Linked DNA regions of Macaca mulatta: region 2 is linked to region 1. The links are chromatin contacts, called in public Hi-C maps. All regions are on one chromosome and are shown on one strand. The core of a region is the stretch at or near the end of the contact, and the rest is flanking DNA. Distances in the headings are between cores, read along the strand shown.

Evidence for each region. A called contact is a pair of places that touch in the nucleus more often than the background predicts.
Region 2: a contact with region 1 is called in a Hi-C map of liver, with 3 times the contacts expected there. The contact joins the promoter of FIBP here to the promoter of SART1 in region 1. A contact is called at or near these places in 3 of 14 Hi-C or Micro-C datasets (CD4 T cells, fetal cortex germinal zone and liver).

The regions. Positions count from the first base shown.
Region 1 is chr14:8,456,988-8,461,565 of T2T-MMU8v2.0, forward strand. SART1 (spliceosome associated factor 1, recruiter of U4/U6.U5 tri-snRNP) reads right to left here and starts at 1,497. Exons shown (of 20, transcript XM_015113661.3): 1 at 1,138-1,497. The coding sequence starts at 1,450. TSGA10IP (testis specific 10 interacting protein) reads right to left here. Exons shown (of 7, transcript XM_077962379.1): 5 at 4,256-4,355; 6 at 3,946-4,070; 7 at 3,297-3,446. The coding sequence ends at 3,323.
Region 2 is chr14:8,534,494-8,538,595 of T2T-MMU8v2.0, forward strand. FIBP (FGF1 intracellular binding protein) reads left to right here and starts at 2,234. Exons shown (of 10, transcript XM_077962413.1): 1 at 2,234-2,402; 2 at 2,604-2,802; 3 at 3,011-3,137. The coding sequence starts at 2,318.

The DNA.
Region 1 (4,578 bases), core at 247-2,746:
GGTTACTCTATCTCCTTTTTTTGGTAACATCTTTCTCTGCCTACTACTAACATAAGGGCATTTCTCAGGTTCTATTCCTGACCCCGGCTTCTCATGTCGCATTCTTTCGCGGGCTTCACTGGCCACCCAGATACTGACTCCCAATGGCTTTATCCAGTCCAAACTCTGGATTTCCCTATGCACATAAACCTTGACAACCCCAAAAGTGAATTATCTTCCCCCACCCTGCTCCAAATCTCCTTCTCTTCCCTACTCCTCAATTTCAGTAGAAATGACACCCACTACCTATCTGGCTGCTCAAGCCAAAATTCAAGGAGTCATCCTCAATTCCTTCTCCTTCCCACCCTCATACAAGTACTGAGTTCTGTTCATTCCTCCTCTAAAACACCTCTCCAACCTGTCCACTTCTCTCCACTCCACTGCTGCTGCCTTGGTGCAGGCCACCATCAGCCCTCACCTGGTCTGTAGCCCTCCTGATTTCCTGGTCTCCAATCCTGACTACCTTTGACTAAGTTCTCAATCCAGTAATGTTTACAAAATACGGATCTGAGCAACTCACTCCTCAACTCACAGCCAAGGCTCCCTACTACCTTGTCAAGACAATCTACATTTCTTAACAGAGCCTACAGTACAGGATCCTTTGCGTTCACATCCCTGCCTATCTTACTCCTTCATTTCTCTACCAGGAGCCCTACACGATTCGTCCAATACGATTCGTCAAATACCAGGTTTTTCTTGTCTCTGCATATGCTGACACTACTTCATTCATTCATTCAACACATTTATTGAGAATCTGTGACTGTACCAGACAACTGAGAAAAACGGAAGCTCTCTATCCTCAAGGAGCCAGGTGGAGACAGTCTACCTCTAATCCCAAACAATCGTAGAAAAGCTTTTTTGAGACAGAGTCTCGCTTTGTTGCCCAGGCTGCAGTGCACTGGCGGGATCGCAGCACACTGCAGCCTCTAACTCCTGGGCTCATGGGATCCCGTAGAAAGACTATTTAATAAGAGTTGATATAGACAGTCTGGGGGTTTCCCGATCCGGAGAGCTTTGCTGACACTGTGCGCACACCCAGACCCGCACGTTCTGGGACCCCTGCCCGACCCGCCCCCTGCGCAGGCCCCGCCTCCTCACCGGCCTCATAGCCGTCATCGCGTTTCTCCCGCTTCACACGCCGCTCCGAGGGCTCTGCCTGGCTGCGCTCCCGCCCGTGCGTGCTGCTCCGGGCCTCAGCTTCGGCCCCGCGCCGCCCGCTCCCGCGCTCGCCCCCACGTTCCCGGCTCCGCTTCCGTCGTTCGCCACCGCTACCGCCACTGCCGCCACTCCGGTGCTTGTGTTTTTTGTGTTCCCGGTGCCGCGGCGGCTGCTCGGTGGCGCCCCCGGTGCCGGCCGCCGCCGTCGTCCCGGTCGCCTCCTTCTCTCCGCGGTGCTTCTTGGACGACCCCATAGTGGCACGTCCACTCCAAGCCCGGCTACCGCCGAGCCCAGACAACGCAAAATGGGAATACTTCCGGGTCGCTCGGCAGCCGCTGTCGTGTTGCCGGAAACTAAGAGCGGCTGCTTCCGTCGCTCGCCCTGGAGCCGGCCCCAGAGGCTCATGGGAAGACCGGGATCACTGCTCCACTGCACATTCGCGCCGTCGCGGGTCGGGTGGGTTCTTTGAGCCAGTGGTCCCGTTGTGCATTCGCTACTCAAGGGAAGCGGAATTAACCCGGAGATGGGATCCCAGAACTGGAAGGACTTAGAGGGCATTAAGCCAGTGTCTTCGTGGCTGGAAGTTCCTCCCCGGCATCCCTGCGCTTGCACTTCACCGACAACGGGGTGTTCACTACCTCACGGCCTTTCCGTAGACACCTCCCTCCTACAATGGGCGCTCGCTTAGTGGACTCCTAGGGTCGTGGCTTCAACGGGTGTTGTTTTCCCGTTATCTCAAATTCCATAGCCCAGTTTCCGACCCGCTATAACTAGTATCGTTAGGGAACGCTTCCTTCCCACGTTCCCTGGTTTTTTTGTTTTGTTTTTTTCCCTTGAGATAGGATCTCACTCTGTTGCTCAGGCTGGAGTGCAGTGGCGCGATCACGGCGCACTGCAGCCTCGACCTCCCGCGCTCAAGTGATCCTACCCCCTCAGCCTTCCCACTAGCTGGGACTACTACGAATGAACGCTACCACGCCCCTTTAATTTTTGTATTTTTTTGTAGATGGGCGGGGGGTGTCTCGAACTCCTGAAGCCAGGCTATCCACCCGCCTTGGCCTCCCGAAATGCTGAGATTACAGGCATGCGCCCCTGCGCCCAGCCCTGGATTGGATTTTTTAAACCCGCGCCCCGTGAACTGTTAAGACTGAAGGAGCGCCACATGAGCGTCAGTGTATCCTTGGAACCCCTGAAATTGAATGCAAAATGTGGCACATCTGTGTGTATGAGTTTTTTTCTTGAGGAGAGGAGCCCTAAAAAAAACTACTGGGACTTAAAACCCCAGTGCAGGCCGGGCGCGGTGGCTCACGCCTGTAATCCTAGCACTTTGGGAGGCCGAGGCAGGCGAATCACAAGGTCAAGAGATCGAGACCATCCTGGCCAATATGGTAAAACCCCGTCTCTACTAAAAATACAAAAATTAGCTGGGTGTGGTGGCGCGCGCCTGTAGTCCCAGGTACTCAGGAGGCTGAGGCAGGAGAATGGTGTGAACCCGGGAGGCGGAGCTTGCAGTGAGCCGAGATCACGCCACTGCACTCCAGCCTGGGCAGCAGAGCGAGACTCCGTCTCAAAAAAAAAAAAAAAAAAAAAAAAAAAGCCCAGTGCGCACAATCCCAATCGGTCCTGAAACCCCTCCCCTCACCCAAGGGTTGCTCAGTCTGTGGCTCCCTGCCTTGCACAACTCAACATGTGTTAGGATGTGAGCGTGTGTTGGGATATGAGTATGTGTTAGGATATAAGCGTGTGTTGGGATGTGAGCGTGGGTTGGGATATGTATGCACCCGTTTAAGGGCCCACGCCCTCTCCCACTCACTGGGCATCCTCAGAGGCAGGAGTCATTCCGTCTTATTGACGCTTGAATTTATAGGACCCAACATATACATTGAAGATGGGGTGGAGAAGTTACAGCTCTTGCTCTTTGAGATGTCCCCACTCCTCAGGAGCAGAGAAGGGGCTGTGTGTGCTGGGTGGAGGGAACCAAAAGAGCCAGAGCTCCTGGAGGGGAGGGAGTGCGGGGACAGAGCTGCCCGCCCACCTGCCACCTCCCACTTCCAACCCGTAGCCTCCACCACCCCCACCAGCAGAAATCCCACACTGTGTTTACCATAAAGCCTTTAATTTTATCTCAGAAACTGCACTCCGGGTCCAGGCTGGGCTTGTAGTGCCTGTCAGGCTGGCTGCCGGTGGGTTCTGTCCTTGGGGGCCTCTGAGGAGAGTGCTCCATTCTCACCCCCATTGACCTGTGGCTCCTTCAAGACACAGATAGAGGCCCCTGGCTCTGCAGTTCTCACCCCCATGCCCAAGGAAACCACTGACAATGTGGCTTCAAACCCTGCTCCTGTACTGGCTTGCTGTGTGATCCTGAGCAAAGTGACTCTTCTCGAGTCTCACTTTCCTTATTGCCAAGTGGGCCTCATAATCCCTGCTCTGTACCAGGTTATTCTAAGACATGGGGTGACCAGCGTGGTGGTGCCAGCCCCTAATGAGAGCTTGGTGTGTGGCTGCTCATGTGGTTGCAGAGTCCCAGACTGGCTCTGCTGCTTGTTCGCTCCTGTGTCCTTAAACATGGCCCTGCCCCTCAGGTCCTTAGTTTCCTCGTTGAGAAGTAGGAATGACAACCCTGGCCTTGCCTTCCTCGGGCTCTCTGCCAGTCCTGGGGGAGGCCCTCCAGAGCCCAGAGTGCTGGTGTGGGCGCCCTTCCCACAGCAGCATGGCAGGGCCAGTTCTTGACCTGCTGGGGAGACTCACCTGGGTTTCCTGGGGGTGCCTTCTCTGTCCACCTTTCCTGCCTCGGACAGCAGCTGCTCTTCATCCAGCCCCAGTGCTGACAGCACCTGGGAGAAGCGCCGAGTGACAGTGAGCCGGGCATTGGCCTGAGGAGAGAGAAGAGGGCTTCTCGCTCTGCACCAGGGCTGCCAAGGGCGAGGTGGGGCTCTGCTTACTGAGGGAGTCCCAGGGATTCCAGAGGGCAGCAGCCCTGGGATCCTATCTGCAGGGACCTACTCGCATCCTGCTTCCCTGACCCACTCAGCCAGTTCTTCACAGGGGGCAGCCTCACCTGCATGGCCTGCTGGAACAGGAAGGGCCGGGCCTGCACCCTGTGCTGGATGCCTTGCAGCTCCGCTTGGTACTCAGCAAAGCGTTGTCGCTCCTGGCGCCTGCAGGGGAGACAGGCCTTTGTGCAGCTAACCATGGACACAACTGTTGATCTCCACTCCTGAGCCGGCTCATCTTCACTAAAGATTTGATATTCACGTCCTCACCCTCACCTTTACAAAGCTATTTCATTCCCATTCTGGCCTGGATTGCTTGTGAAGTCAGCCAGGGTGGAAATTATTCACCCAGTTTACTGATGGCTCAGGAGGGTTGAGGGACTTGTTC
Region 2 (4,102 bases), core at 984-3,483, 78 kb after region 1:
CCGGGAAGACAAGCTGTGTTAAACAAGAAACAAATCGGGGAGAAGTATGGTCTGAGGGTCCTTAAGAGGATTCCCAAAAGGGATGCTATCCAAGAGGCTCTGGTAGATCCATAGGACTTTGCCCAGTAAAGAGCTATTTCAGGGAGAGAGAATAACAAGGTGAAAGACACTGGTGCCCGAAAGAGCTTAGCTGCTTTAGGAACAATGAGGATAGCTTGATGGTTTTTGAAAAGCAGATGTGTCCAGAAAACGCGAGAGAGACAGAGAGGCTTCAAGGGTAGGTAAAAGCCAGATTCTTAAGAACTTCCAGTACTAGGTTGGAGCATTTCCAAAGGCCAGTAAGGATGTTAAGCAAGGGAGTAACATTTGTAAGGATGTTAAGCAAGGGAGTAACATTCTAAGATGTGCATTTGGCCGGGCGCGGTGGCTCACGCCTGTAATCCCAGCACTTTGGGAAGCCGAGGCGGGCGGATCACGAGGTCAGAAGATCGAGACCATCCTGGCTAACACAGTGAAACCCCATCTTTACTAAAAATACAAAAAAGAAATTAGCTGGGCTTGGTGGCGGGCGCCTGTAGTCCCAGCTACTGGGGAGGCTGAGGCAGGAGAATGGCGTGAACCCAGGAGGCGGAGCTTGCAGTGAGCTGAGATCGCGCCACTGCACTCCAGCCTGGGCGACAGAGCTAGACTCCGTCTCAAAAAAAAACCAAAAAAAAAAATATATATATATATATACACACACACACACACATATATATATGCATTTAACTGGCCAAGATGGTGAAACCCCGTTTCTACTAAAAATACAAAAATTAGCCGGGCGTGGTGGGAGGAGCCTGTAATCCCAGCTACTCCATAGGCTGAGGCAGAGAATTGCTTGAACCGAGAAGGCGGAGGTTGCAGTGAGCCGAGATCGCGCCACTGCACTCCAGCCTGGGCGACAGAGCGAGAAGGCTCTGTCTAAAAAAAAAAAAAAAAAAAAAAAGTATTTAAAAAAGATTGGGCCGAACCCTGTGTGGGCCGAACCCTGCGGGGAGGGGACATAAACAGGGAGATTGGTAACTGTGCAAGGAGCAAGGAGAGCTAAGCAGAAAAACGGCTGGGGCAGCGTCAGTGGGGGTGGAGAGGACAAACAGATACTAGAAATATTCGGGAGGCAAATCAGCCGAACTGAACGTGGGGAGAGAGGAGTCTGGGAGAACGCCCAGGTTTCTCGTATGAAAACTGGTGGATGGGCCGGGCGCGGTGGCTCAAGCCTGTAATCCCAGCACTTTAGGAGGCCGAGACGGGCGGATCACGAGGTCAGGAGATCGAGAGCATCCTGGCTAACACGGTGAAACCCCGTCTCTACTAAAAAATACAAAAAACTAGCCGGGGGAGGTGGCGGGCGCCTGTAGTCCCAGCTACTCCGGAGGATGAGGCAAGGAGAATGGCGTGAACCCGGTAGGCGGAGCTTGCAGTGAGCTGAGATCCAGTCACTGCACTCCAGCCTGGGCGACAGAGCGAGACTCCGTCTCAAAAAAAAAAAAAAAAAGAGAGAGAGAACTGGTGGATGTTAGGGTTATCACTGAGATAGCGACGCAGGAAAGAAACAAATGGGGAGAGCGAGAGGTCTGTCTAGAATATGTTGAGCTTTTGAAGGGCTTACAGGAAGAGTGTGGACAGACTTGGCCAATAGGCGGCCCCTCCGGATGTGAACTTCCAGGCAGAGCTCAGAAAGGCAGAATTAGAGACGTCAGTAGCTCGTGGGGATGGGGGTGTGGTTAAAACCAAGGTGGAAGCAGGCGCCCCAGGCCCAGGAGAGGTGCTTATGCGCAGGATGGACAAAGGGGTCTCCAGCAAGAGCCCGAGGAAGTCGGGGCATACCCCATTTTTGCGGAGAAGAGATTTAGTACAGAGCCCTGTGAAACCCCCTAAGTTTAGGATACAGGTCAAACTTAGGAGGTCCCGAAGAGGGCAGAGAAGGTGGGAGAAAAGCCAGGAGGAAGTGAGGGGAGAGGTTGCGGGGACCGTGGAGACGAAAGGAGGAACTCCCTTCGAGCTCCTGCAGACCGCCGCGGGGAGACAGGACGCAGGAGCCTGGGACTCCCCCTCCCGGCCGGAGGAAGCGTTGCTCCTCCGCGTAGTCCTCCCCCTCTCTTCCCTCGCCGCTCCCGCCCCGTCCCCGCCACCACTGGCTGTGTCCCGGAAGTGGTCCTATGCTGGGTCCGGATGCCGGGAGCGGAATCTCGGCACTCCCGGAAGTGGCCTGGAGGCGGCGCGCCCGGCCCGAGCGGTGCTCCCTCCTGCTCGGGCCGCTGCGGCCCCGGGCGTCGCCATGACCAGCGAGCTGGACATCTTCGTGGGGAACACTACCCTTATCGACGAGGACGTGTATCGCCTCTGGCTCGATGGTTACTCGGGTCCGTCAGGGGCGTGTGGGGAAGCCCGTCAGCGGAGCGGTTGTTTTGAATGGGAGAGGGGGCGGGGCTAGGACTTGGTCATCCTTTAGGGAAGTGGGCGAGCGCCTGGGAATAAGGGGTGTTATAGGGATCGGGGATGGAATCCCTTAAGGGCTTCTGGCGTCGGCGGGGCGGGACCTGATGCTAGCACCCACTTTCCAGTGACCGACGCGGTGGCCCTGCGGGTGCGCTCGGGAATCCTGGAGCAGACGGGCGCCACGGCAGCGGTGCTGCAGAGCGACACCATGGACCATTACCGCACCTTCCACATGCTCGAGCGGCTGCTGCACGCACCACCCAAGCTACTGCACCAGCTCATCTTCCAGATTCCGCCCTCCCGGCAGGCACTACTCATCGAGAGGTGCTCACCCTGTGGGATGGTGGAGACATCAACCAGTCTGACTGTATACCCATTTTCCCAGCTGAAACAGGCCCAGGGAGGGATGGGACTTACCCAGCCATCAGAAAGTTGAGAGCAGAAGGGGTCAGACCCAGGCCCTGCCAGGCCCCGCCAGGCCCCCTTTCCTCTTTTTTATGGGGGGGTCAATGGTGTTGTCTGACTCCACAAGGTACTATGCCTTTGATGAGGCCTTTGTTCGGGAGGTGCTGGGCAAGAAGCTGTCCAAAGGCACCAAGAAAGACCTGGATGACATCAGCACCAAAACAGGCATCACCCTCAAGAGCTGCCGGAGACAGGTGGGCACTGCACCCACACAGACACAGCATCCCATTTGCACTTCACTCCCTCCCTTTGACCACTGCCCCAGCTCCAGCCTCTGACTGTGGCAGCAGCTTCATACCTAGTCTTCTCCTCCCTTCCCCTTTCCCCCCCTTTTTTTTTTTCCTTTTTTTTTTTTTTTTTTTTTTTTTTGAGACGGAGTCTCGCTCTGTCGCCCAGGCTGGAGTGAGTGCAGTGGCCGGATCTCAGCTCACTGCAAGCTCCGCCTCCCGGGTTTACGCCATGCTCCTGCCTCAGCCTCCCGAGTAGCTGGGACTACAGGCGCCCGCCACCTCACCCGGCTAGTTTTTTGTATTTTTTTAGTAGAGATGGGGTTTCACTGTGTTAGCCAGGATGGTCTCGATCTCCTGACCTCGTGATCCGCCCGTCTCGGCCTCCCAAAGTGCTGGGATTACAGGCGTGAGCCACCGCTCCCGGCCTTTTTTTCCTTTTTGAGACAGAGTCTTGCTCTGTGCCCCAGGCTGGAGTGCAGTGGTGTGATCTCGGCTCACTGCAACCTCCGCCTACTGGGTTCAGGCGATTCTTGTGCCTCAGCCTCTGCAGTAGCTGAGATTACAGGCGTCTACCACCACACCCACCTAATTTTTGTATTGTTAGTAAAGACGGGGTTTCACCATGTTGGCCAGGCTTGTCTTGAACTCCTGGCCTCAAGTGATCATCTGCCTTGGCCTCGCAAAATGCTGGGATTACAGGCGTGAGCCACTGTGCCTGGCTCCCTGTTGCTCCTTCCAAGCTATCCTGTACTGTGTGGCCAGAGTGACCTTTCAGAAGCCCAGATCTGACTTTGGGCTCCCACTGCGTCCTGGGTAGCAGCTGCACTTCTTGGCTTTGACCTATAGACTGTCCTGTGATCTCGTCCCTGCAGACCTCTCTCTCTAGGCTTACATTTCTCCAGCCCCCAGGCTTTCCTTTACTCATGTTG